Regions from separate parts of the Mus musculus genome. Here region 1 is linked to region 2. The links are chromatin contacts, called in public HiCAR-type maps. All regions are on one chromosome and are shown on one strand. Each heading gives the region's core, a stretch centred on a gene start, on an enhancer-like site or on the middle of the called end of the contact. The rest is flanking DNA. Distances are from core to core; before and after follow the strand shown. Region 1 overlaps Phgdh (3-phosphoglycerate dehydrogenase). Region 2 overlaps Notch2 (notch 2).

Evidence for each region. HiCAR-type assays count read pairs that join an accessible place to other places.
Region 1: a contact with region 2 is called in a HiCAR-type map of astrocytes, with 2.0 times the contacts expected there. The contact joins two enhancer-like sites. A contact is called at or near these places in 3 of 484 Hi-C or Micro-C datasets (cortical neurons, double positive thymocytes and palatal mesenchyme), 1 of 115 datasets of contacts at active chromatin or transcription factors (astrocytes) and 3 of 9 other capture datasets (adipose tissue, embryonic stem cells and pancreatic islet).

What each region holds. Positions count from the first base shown.
Region 1 is chr3:98,315,220-98,320,676 of GRCm38.p6, reverse strand. Phgdh (3-phosphoglycerate dehydrogenase) reads left to right here. Exons shown (of 12, transcript NM_016966.3): 7 at 1-31; 8 at 905-1,057; 9 at 4,139-4,271. Among named protein-coding and RNA genes, the nearest start is that of Phgdh, 22 kb to the left of the region's middle. Within about 2 kb of position 1,301, at least 72 of the 459 cell types and tissues checked have an H3K27ac peak or open chromatin away from gene starts, as enhancers often do. A contact at or near this core is called in astrocytes, where this site is marked.
Region 2 is chr3:98,141,571-98,147,508 of GRCm38.p6, reverse strand. It overlaps Notch2 (notch 2), which reads right to left. Exons shown (of 34, transcript NM_010928.2): 30 at 5,880-5,938; 31 at 4,315-4,616; 32 at 3,000-3,147; 33 at 2,290-2,387; 34 at 1-1,456. The coding sequence ends at 65. Among named protein-coding and RNA genes, the nearest start is that of Adam30, 16 kb to the left of the region's middle. Within about 2 kb of position 2,193, at least 7 of the 459 cell types and tissues checked have an H3K27ac peak or open chromatin away from gene starts, as enhancers often do. A contact at or near this core is called in astrocytes, where this site is marked.

The sequences.
Region 1 (5,457 bases), core at 52-2,551, 170 kb before region 2:
TGCTGGGGCTGCACTGGATGTGTTTACAGAAGTAAGTGCTTGCAGCCTCTGTGTCGGGGTCAGAGGGTAAAGGTGAGGGGGGAGCACAAAGGCCTTGGGCAAGACAGTGCGCCATCTTGAAGCCCAAGAGCTCACTGTGTGCCAAGAACACACCTGCGGTTTTGAAGAGGCTGTGCTGCCTTCTGCAAAACTAAGGTCCTAAATAGAACCCATTCCTGGTTAAACTGTTAAACAGTACCCGTTCCTGGTCAGGCTGTTGCCGTATTGATGACTTGGAGAAGACAAGGGGAGTTTGTGTGCCACTCCCGATACTTAAGTCAGCCATATGGCCAAGAAGATGGCCTGCCTGGTACCCATTAGCTTTCCTCTTTTCCTCTTCCCTTCCCAGGGAGGCTCAGAAGCCCAGGAATGATGACAGTATTCTCCCAAAGTCCCCAGAGTGTACTCTTTCTTGTCCCAGCATGTTCAAAGGTTTAGCCTCAGCATACAGAGTGCTGAGTACGCACTTGCACCAGTCCTATTGGCCTCTCTCCTCAGAGATGTTATCTCAGCATCTGGGTTCCTTGGTGTGGCCCCAGAGGAAAGAGTGTGGACCTTGGCTTGAATGCGGGTTCTAGCTATGAGGCCGTGGCAAGTCACTGGCCCCCTCTGAAGCCCCACAGCACTGGGATGTTCCCAGCCAAAGGTGCACAGTGTTTTGGTTTGTGTTTCTGGGTCTCTCAACTCTGTCACAAGCTCCACTGTGTAGGACCGTCTTCTAATTATGCAGTAGCATCTTCTGCCATGAGTAACATTGCATTGTCTGCTGGGATCCGCATGGTTGCAATTCTCAAAGTTCAGTGGGAACAACAGCAGAGGGTGTATAGCCAGTTCATAACCAACTTAGAGATATCTCTCTGGGTAGGAGCCACCACGGGACCGGGCCTTAGTGGACCACGAGAATGTCATCAGCTGTCCCCACCTGGGTGCCAGCACCAAGGAAGCCCAGAGCCGCTGTGGGGAGGAAATCGCAGTCCAGTTTGTGGACATGGTGAAGGGGAAATCTCTAACAGGCGTTGTAAGTATTGCAACATGAGACTGGGGCCTGGAGTCTGGGAAGAGAAAAGGCACAGACGAAGCAGCTAGGGGTGGACAGGCTCAGCCCTGGGAACTGAAGAGTTGGAATCTGTACTTGTGTTGGCACTTGGGATAGATGGATGGAGCAGCCCTTCTGTAGTCTTGATAGCTAAGACCTTGGAGCTGGGAGTCTGTTTTTGAGCTGTTATATTGTAGCCTTGCTGCAGAGATTTGACCCTTCCCAGGCTCAGCCACCAGAAAAAAAAGGCTCCTTTGTTGTCCACATGCCTTGGGAGTGGGGTGGTGTTGCTAGGGTGACAGAGAGAGGCTCAGTGTGTGTGTGTGTGTGTGTGTGTGTGTAAGATGGAGGAGGTGGGTGTGCTAGGCATTCTTTACATCATGTCCTCAGTCAGAACTCACCCCGCTTTCTCTGTGAACCTTCCCTGTTAGTTGGCCCCTTGCTTAGTCTGGGGAATACCAGATGCCCCCACATTCTGGCCCTAATCCTTCCTGGGGGCTTGCTTCCTCTTTCAATGCTTTCTGAATCATTGGAGCTGTGCCTCAGGGTTTTTTTTTTTTTTTTTCTACTTATGATTGTGTTTGTTTGGTTGATTGGTTTTGGTTTGGTTTGGTGTTTTTGTGAGGCAGGGTCTCACTATGTAGCCCTGGCCTCAGACCCAGCTCTACCTCCTGAGTGCTGGAGTTAAAAGTGTGCCCTGTCACACTCACTGTCCACACCTTATACGACATAACAGGTCTATTAACTTGTTAAAGCTGAATTCTAAGTTCCCTGAAGACTGAAAGGCTGTCTAAGTTTCTCTGCAGCCTCTGTGAATGACCACCAAGCAAGTACTTAATACTCTGCAAAAATCGGTGGATCCAACTGGATGTGCGAGAGGACCCATGGCCTTTCTAACTGACTCACAGCCTGGAAATAGTCACTAGCTGGATTCCGCGCAGCCCTCCTTCCTCCATTTAGACAGCTCAGTTCTCTGTCTCAAGACAGTCAGGATGCCATTTGGTCTGTGGTGATTAGCCTCTTTGAGAGCCACTTGTGGTGTAAGAGCCTACAGAGCCTGTGGTGACCGTATGGCATTGACCTGTTTGTCCTCCGTCCTCTGCACACTGTATTGGCTCCCTGAGACCAGAGCACATTTTCCTGTTCATCTGGCCTCCCAGTGAGTTTTTGAGCAGGTGACCTTGATTGGGCTCCTGGCTGAGTTGTCCAACCAGAGAATGGAAGCCTAAATGAAACAGCCCCTCTCCTGCCTCAGCTGATGCCCTGCTAATGAACGTCCCACATTTTGGGCAATCTGACAGAGGACCTGCTCAGCTTTTTCAAAGGCAGGCTTCTGCCCCCTCCTTGCGATCCCTTTGAGGTAGCCACCTGCCCTGAGGTGGTGGTGAGATCCCATGACTTTCTGACAGGAACTTCTTCACACAAACTCCATGGAGTACAAAGACAGAGTGTTACCATCTTACATAAACTATGAAATCTCTCAGTCACCATAAACATTAGCAAGTTGAACGAACCACCCCAAGCTACTGATAGTCTTTGGAAAGAGATGTTTTTATTACAAGAGGACATCTCTCCCTAATTATGCCTGCATCTTCTCCAGTTCTCTGACCATAGCACAGACGAGCATTAGGACCAGTTTGGTTTCCAGAGGCGCCTGACTCTACCCTGGCATCTTCCTATTTATTTTCAAGTCTGACCACTGCACATCCTTTTATCTTTGTCATGGACCGACAGTCAGCGAGCACATCCCCAGGTTGGGCTCTGTGGGCCCCGCTCACTGGACAACAATGAGATGTGCTGCGGCTTCTGAGCTGAGCACATCTGCTCTGTCTGAGCCCTCTTCCTCCTCCTCGTCCTCTGACTTTCCTTCCTTCCTCTCCTGCAGTTTTTACAAGTAGCGCTAAAGTCGTGTCTAATGATAACTGAAAGCAAGAATAGAAGCATTGTTTTTTTTTCTCATCTCATAGCCACTTATTTGATTTTCTTCATCAAACCCGAGTTCTTGTACGTTTGCCAGTGGGGCGGGGGTTTGGCTTGTGTTTAGAGATGGGGTTTTACTCTGAATCTACAGCTGGCCCGGGACACAGAGAGAACCTCCTCCCTTGGCCTTCTTACTGCTAGAGATCATACGCAGGAGCCACCAAACCCAGATTTAAAGCCCAGGTTCCTAGTTAAACTCCTTCTTGGATGGATTCTTTCTAAGGAGCCGCAAAGAAATTGTTAACACCTGGCTGGAAGCCAGAGCATCTGTAACCACAAAAAGGAGTAGGAATTTTACCTCAGAACAAAGAAGCTCTGTTATTAGAGGTCCCTGGGAGTGGGTGGGGGGAGGTGTGTGCCTTGAGACTCTATACTTGGGATGTCCAGGGATGTTCTACTTGTCCCTAGATGCTCAATTTCCCAGCATGCCTCAGCATCTTGGCACTGGTGAATGTTTGAAGCATAATACAGTATAATCAGACCTGCCTGAATGTGTTTATAAGTCATGGCAACTGAGCATAGTGTTCAGCGACAAATGTGAGCAGTCACTTAAAATAATCAAAATAGATAATAAAATGAGCCCGATGTAGATGTGGTGGCTCACTCCTGTAATCCTAGCACTCAGGAGTTAGGTAAGGCTGGAGTTTCACCAGGCTAGACTATGAAGTGAGATCCTGTCTCAAAACGGAAACCGGCAAATTCGATCACCATCCCCGAGATGCACCATTCCGCCCCCCCACCATCAGTGACTTCCATGTTTTACTGTGCTGTCCCCTCTCTGTCACACAAGAAGCCAACCTCTCACAGAGAGAGCCAGTACCAATGCTGCTCAATGAAGGTAGCCAGGCTTCTTACCCCTGTTCTGGCCATGTAGCGTGGTTGAAACTTTCTGTGTCCTCTTAGGGCTATTTAGTACTTCTCACCTACAGGGACAAGTCCCTGTTCCCTGCTTGATGGTTGGTGGTCATCATCATCCACAACCTTAGTTGCCTATCCATGCCAAGCTGACCCTTGGCCACACAACACTGGTTCAGCTGTTCATTCGAGCAAGTGTGCCCTGATTTAATCCTCATCTCTCTGCAGGTGAACGCCCAGGCCCTCACCAGTGCCTTCTCTCCACACACCAAGCCTTGGATTGGTCTGGCAGAAGCAATGGGCACGCTGATGCACGCCTGGGCTGGCTCCCCTAAAGGGACCATCCAGGTGGTTACACAAGGTGAGCAGAGGTCTGGTCAGGTCCACAGCAGGAGCTAGGGGCACTGCCTAGGGACAGGGAAGTGGGGATGTGGACTTATCTCTGCTGGGTATGCCCAATGCTCATGGCAGATCTAGTGGCAGATTCAGGGGACTTGGATCCTGCTCTGGGTGTAACTCACCCACTATGGAGGTGGACAAAGGAAGTGTGTAAGTGGGATACAAATTCCCTGGGAAAACTTATTTAATTGTCACAGATAACAGTTATGCAATGTTTTTAGGATATGCATGTTTTCCATGCAAGAGAGACCAGGGAGTTTCTCTTTTCTTTCTTTTTTTAAAAAAAGATTTATTTATTTATTTATTTATTTATTTATTTATTTATTATATGTAAATACACTCCAGACGAGGGTGTCAGATCTTGCTAGGGATGGTTGTAAACCATCATGTGGTTGCTGGGATTTGAACTCAGGACCTCTGGAAGAGCAGTCAGTGCTCCTAACCACTGAACCCTGTCACCAGCCCAACCAGATAGTTTCATGTTAAAAGACATTGGGATCTGTAGAGAGATTTTAAATTATGCAACAAAATTGTTTGGGTCTGATTATGAACCTGTAGTTGCATGCAACTCTGCTTTCTTCTTGGTAGTGGGTCCACCATTCTGCAGATGGAGTCCGGTGGTCCCTTCTTCCTGTACAAGGCTGTCTTACCCTGTCACCTATTTGGCACCTGACTCTTGGGGAGAAAATGTGAAGTTGGGCAGGACAGTTAAATCCCAAACACTGGAATTACCAGGGACAGGCACAGCCAGGGGTACCATGTCCACTGGCCTGAGTACCCAGACCCTGAAGAAGCATGCCAGGGGGCTGAGGGCATGCAGTTACTTCAGTGTTTGCAAGGGTCTCGAGTTCCAGCCACTGGTGGCATCACAAGTTTTCAAGTATCTTCTGGGAAGACAGGCAGGCCATGGAGGCCTGCCATGAGTTGGACTGCATTTTGGAGGGGAGTGCCTCCAATTGGTTAAAGCTTCTTAGGTTTCTGGCCTTGGAACCAGATCTGTCCCAGCTGGCTTTCAGCACTTGGAAGCAGTCGCAGTGCCCAGTGCAGGGTGCAGTTGGGGTTCCCAGGCCAACAAGGGCCTTGTAGCTGAGGGTTAAGTGCCTGTGGCTCCCTTCCCCCTCCTGTGGTACCCAGTAAACAATGATCTT
Region 2 (5,938 bases), core at 944-3,443:
CTTCACTCGCCCCTCAGCAGTATGTGTGATAGGCACTTCCATCTCTAAGGCTGAGGCAGACTCTTCATGCATACACCTGCATGTTGCTGTGTGGTGGCTCGGACATGTGTGTTCCGGGTCCCCGCTGACCGCCTCCACCACCTCCAGGAGTTGGGCTGGTGGTCACATCTGACCAGTCAGATGCAGAGTGTGGTGAAGAGCTTGACCATTGGTCAGGAGACTCTGGGGATGGTGTCAGGTATGGGTGCTCGCCCTGGAGGTGACCACCATGACTGGGGGTTCGCTCAGCAGCATTTGAGGAGGCGTAACTGTGTTGGGAAGGGGGTGTGGGGTACTTGCCCACAGAGGCTGGGAAAGGATGATAGGTTGGCACAATGGTCTGAGCTACCTGCCCCTCCTGCTGGGGCATCATGGTAGGTGGGAAAGCCACACTGGGCAAACGGGGCATCTCTGGGATCTGGTACATAGAGGGCAAGGGGCCTGCAACAGCTGGAGGGCAACTGGACTGCGTCTGGGGAGCTCCGGCTGCCTGGGCAATGCTGCCTTTTGGGATAAGCTGGAAAGTCACGATGGGAGGCAAGGGCTCCCGCTGGGTGGACATGTGCTTCCCTTCCGGAGGTCTGCTCTGGGGAGCTGCTATGCCAGGGTGGGCTCCCTCTGCAGGAGCCAGGACCATGCCAAACATTTCACTGTACTGGGTCTCGTTCATCTCCACACGGTTCATCCAGTCTGCTGGGACAGGAACTGGATGTAACCTGCCCAAGCTTCCTGCACTGCTACTACCTGGGGGCGCGATGTGGTGGTGGGATAGCAGCTGGCTGACCGAGGGGAGCACGGTGCTGGCTCCAGGAGCCAAAGGCTGCATGTCATGAAGGTTAGAGAAAGACAGCGCATGCTGTGTGTGCACTGGGGCAGCCGGGGCGGCAGCAGCCAGCAGGGGGGTGGGCGAGGCCTGTAAGATTCCAGGGGATGTGATCATGGGAGAGGATGTGGCATCGGAGACATACGTGTGAGGAGACTCGAGCGAATCGACGGGGGATAGAGTCACTGAGCTCTCGGACAGCTGGACCTTCTCGTTCAGACACTTCTTCCTCCTGCTGCCCTTGGCATCCTTGGCCTCCTTGGCAAGGTTAGGCAGGCTCGTGGGCATGGTGCTCTTGGTGTTGGGCCGCCTAGCCTTCTTACCCATTGGGGTGTGCTTCAGACTGAGGAAAGACCTGTTGGGCCCACAGAGGACAGGTGAGAGCGCAGAAGTCAAGACCGTTCCCGGAGGGCTGGGAGTCACGTTATACTCGTCCAGGAGGCGAACGATGTCATGGTGCATGCGGTCCCGAGCCACATCCCGGGGAAGGCGGTCCATGTGGTCAGTGATGTCCCGGTTGGCAAAATGGTCTAACAGGATTTTGGCCGCTTCATAACTTCCCTCTCGGGCAGCAAGAAACAAAGGTGTCTCTTCCTGAAGAAAGACCGTAGAATACATTTTAATACCCAGAGAACACAGGATTGTTTCTAACCTTTACTCTTTTATAACCTTTTTAGTGCTTTTCCTAAGTGCTTCCTCTATAAAATGCCACAGACAGACAGTATCATTTTCTACATATTGTGTATCTTTGACTTCCACAGCGATCTTCTCTATTCCAAAGAACCCAGTCTGCTCCCAGGACCACCAGCTTTTTAGACAGCCTCAGAGCCAAAGCCTCACTGAAAAGAGATGGGCTTGTCAACACGAAGTGCCAAGGGGAAACTGGGCTACCAATAAGAAAGAGGAGGGAAGCCAAAGTGTACAAAGAATTCAGAACATGAGATGGCAGGGGCGCGGGGTGGGGGTGGGGCTTGAGGAGAAGAAGGAAAACAGTAAGTGCAAGAGGAATAAAGGAGGGGTGAGGAAAGGAGGGGGGCACAACAGGAGGGGTAAGGAGAGGAGGGGAGCCACAACAAGAGCGGGGCCACGGGGCCACGACAGGCAGCTCAAACACAAGTGTACCTCGGTATCCAAGAACAGAGAAACAAACTACCGCACAGAGAGAAGGGAGGAACGTGAGAGAGGTCGGTAAGCACCTCCCAGAGCAGACAGACTGCTGAAGGAAAAAGGCAGGAAGGAGTGCGCCAAGTGATTCCCAGGGCAGTGCAGTGAGCACCGGACAACCAGGGGCTGCCTCCCAACAAGGCCTGCATCCTCCCTCCCTCAGGCTCTCTGGACCCAGCTCCCGCACAAGCTTCCCCATTTGTCCTCCTAAGTGAGAGAGACACTGCTGTGAGCATACTCAGGCTCTGAGCTAAGAGCTGTACCTTATTGTCCTGCATATCTCTGTTGGCCCCATTCTTCAACAGCAGAAGAGTCGCCTCCACATTATTGACAGCAGCTGCCCAGTGGAGGGCAGATTTTCCTGCAGGGGAAACATTTTGTAAGTAAGACACTAAGGAAAGTGCTGTGCTGTTGTTTTGTTTTTTTCAAGAAACCTTGAACTCCCCAGAGAGCAGCATGAGGTCAGGGGCCAAGAGAGCCCACAGGAAAGCACACTTGTATTTTCCTTTCCTTGTGTTCTCAGAATATTTTGGCACAGGCTGGGAGCCTCTAGCTAACAGGATCCCTGGTGTGGGACATCCATGCCCTCCACATGCCCAAGCTTCACAAACTGAAGATAGCAAACATGCTACTATACACCAAGTACATATTGAGGATATCTCATAACCCCCAGTGAATCCACTCCCACAGTAAGAGTGATTATGACTAGGAACCCACAGGCAAACTTTTCAAGAACATTCTTTGAGGTCCAAGAACCCTCTTACTGAAAAAAACTACAACTAAAGCCCCCTCTCATCTTAATGTGGGGCTCCTATCACCTCAGTCTCTGAGCCCCGCAGACTGAAGGATGTGCAAATGATGGGGAAGGACAAGGGACTGTCCAGTTTCAGATCTGAGAAAGTCCTCTCAGAAGGGTAGCAAGTCTCTTGTGTAGAGACGCTCTCTGCAGATGGAGCCACATCCTTGTCCCTACCATGGTCATCCACTGCATTGACATCTGCTTGGCAATTGATCAACTCTGCCACCATTCCTTCCACAGCCAGGCGGGCAGCCAGGATCAGGGGGGTAGTACCATCGTTCATTCTGGCATCCAGATCGGTTACACGGTTGCGGATCAGAATCTAGAAGAGAAGCAGAGAAGTGTCCCTTAGATAAGGAAAAAGAATGAAATAAGAGCACTCCAAATGAGGTGTCCCTGGGAGGCAGGCTATTCTATGCCCTAGGAGCTATAATGGCTAATCATTAGGCATTTGCTGAATAAGTGAATGAACCACTATATAGGGAAAGGTATGTACAGGTGTCACAACTTCAATCATGCATACAGCTAGAATGTTTCCAATTTCCTCTTCAGGTTAAAATACGAGTATCAAGGAACACACTGCCCACTCATGTCAGGGATGAGCCGTGGGCCCACAGACAGGCAGAGCTATCCAGAGAGTTAACAGTAATCCAAGGAGTTGGGTCATTTACTACTCCCATATGACCGCCATCTGCGAGGCATCACTGCACATCAAAATATTGCTGATTAGATTCAGAACCCTGTTGCTGACTGAATCATTCTCTGGCTACTCACAGTAGGTCAGCTGGCCTTCCCCCTTTTCTCTGGCTACTCACAGTAGGTCAGCTGGCCTTCCCCCCTTTTCTGTCCCGCATAACACTCATTCAGAAGTTCTGAATGAATTCAATGAGCGGGTAAGTGTGTTAGTTAAGCTGAACCACCACAGGCCTGTAATAGTTATTTTATTTTGTGCGTGTGCAGGCATGTCTGTGCAATGGTACACACACAGAGGTTTGGGAACAACCTTCAGGGATCAGTTCTCTCTTTTTACTATGTGGGTCCTAGGGGCTGAAGGTCCTAGGTCCTTGGGTTCTCGGGATTGGTGGCAAACACCTGTGGTGTTTTGAATGAGATGTCCCCAGTTAAGTCTTGGGCATTTGATTTAGACTGGTGGCCATTTGGGAAAGATGTATGGCCTTGTTGGAGGAGGTATGTCACAGGGACGTACTTTGAGGTTTGAAATAAAATGTGTGCCACTCCCAGTAGCTCTCCGCCTCCCATTTGTGGTTCAAGATGTGAGCTCTCAGCTGTTCCTGGCCCCCACAGCCCCCACACCTTCCCCCAGCCCGGTGTTCTCACTCTGCCATGATGGACTCTGATCTTCTGAAAGCATAGGCTCCACTAGACTTGCTCTATTATAAGTTGCCGTAAACATGGTGATTTACCACGATACACCTTACCCACTGAGCCACCTCATCTTTCAGATTCAAACCAACTCTTGGCTCTTTACCTGAAAGACACCTTGGGCGTCTGCTGCCACCGCAGCGTGAAGAGGACATCGGCCCATGTTGTCCTGGGCATTTGCATCCGCACCAGCATCCAGGAGGCGTTTGGCAGCATCAGCTCTCGAATAGCGGGCTGCAAGGTGCAGGGCCATCTCGCCAGTGCGGTCTGTCTGTGCTTGAAGGCTGGCACCTTGGTAGACCAAGTCTGTGATGATGTTGGCAGAAGAGTCCTCAGCATCTTCGTCTTCATCACTCAGGTCTGAGCTGCCTCCTCGGAGAGAAGCCAGCATCAGTGGAGTACACCCATCTGTAGGGAGGGAATATTGCAAACACATTCAAATTAACCCATTACAGGAACAGTTCTGCTGACCGCCATCATGCTGTGGGCTGTGGACTCTCCGTGCTTGTAGAACTATGACAGGTTTTACATGACAGCACCAGCTATGTGAAGAGTGTAGGGAAGCAGCTGCCTTCTGCCCTGAGGCTCTTCCTCAAACTGACAAACTTTTCTGCTTGAGTTTAAGTGCAATTATGACATCTCAAACTAGACAGACAATATTTTAATCTGCCTGTAAGACAGGAATTATAGTAGTTCCCCACAGTCTGCTGTCGGATACTGTGGTGGTTCGAATAAGAATGGCCCCCACCAACTCGTAGATTTGAATGCTTAGTTAACAGGAAGCGACACTATTTGAGAAGGATTAGGAGGTGGTTCTTATTGGAGGAAGTGTGTCACTGGGGGATGCATTTTGAGGTTTCAAAATCCCATGCCAGGCCCAGTCTGTCTCTGTCTGTCTATCTGTCTGTCTGTCTCTCTATCTCTCTCTGCCACAGTGTCTCTTCACAACATCAGACCAGTGACTAAGACAGATACTATTTTTCTATCCCCCTAAAATCCAATTTGTTTAATTTTCTCAGTATGCTGTATATGAAGCACTGCAAAATCCTTCCTTTTCTTTGAAATCTGCATTTTCAGTTGAAAAAAACTTAAGGATTTATTTAATGAGTACGAGTGTTTTGCCTACATGTATTTTTGAACCATGAGCATACAGTGCTCATACAGGCCAGAAAATGGTGTTGGAGCCCCTGGCACTGAGGTAGTAAGGCACCATGTGGGTGCAGGTCCTCTGTAAGAGCAACAAGTGCTCTTACCACTGAGCATCTCTCCAGCCCATAATTTAAAATCACTTAAATATTTATTTATCTTATTGTATGTATATGATATGTGCACATATGCCTTAGCACATAAATTACTGGTATGGTATGTATGAGCACATGTGCGTGCGTGTGCATGTCCATAACACGTATGTGGAGGCCAGAGGACGACTCTGTCCAACTTTGACATGGACGCTGAGGCTTGAACTCAGGTGGTCAGGCTTTCATGGTAAATACTTTTACCCATGAGCCACCAGTGTCATTGTCCCAGGTTCATAATTTCCGCATGACAATGTTTCTCACATATTCATTCCCTCGAGCTTCCTCGAGGTCTGCAATTGGCAGGGGCAGCTGGCCAGGGGGAGAAACGCTCACCGACCAGCCAGAACCATGGAGGGCAGGGACCGCTACTGACCTGGGCCTCGGACATTCACGTCCAGCACGTCCACCTCCTGTTCTGCCTGAGGAGGAGTG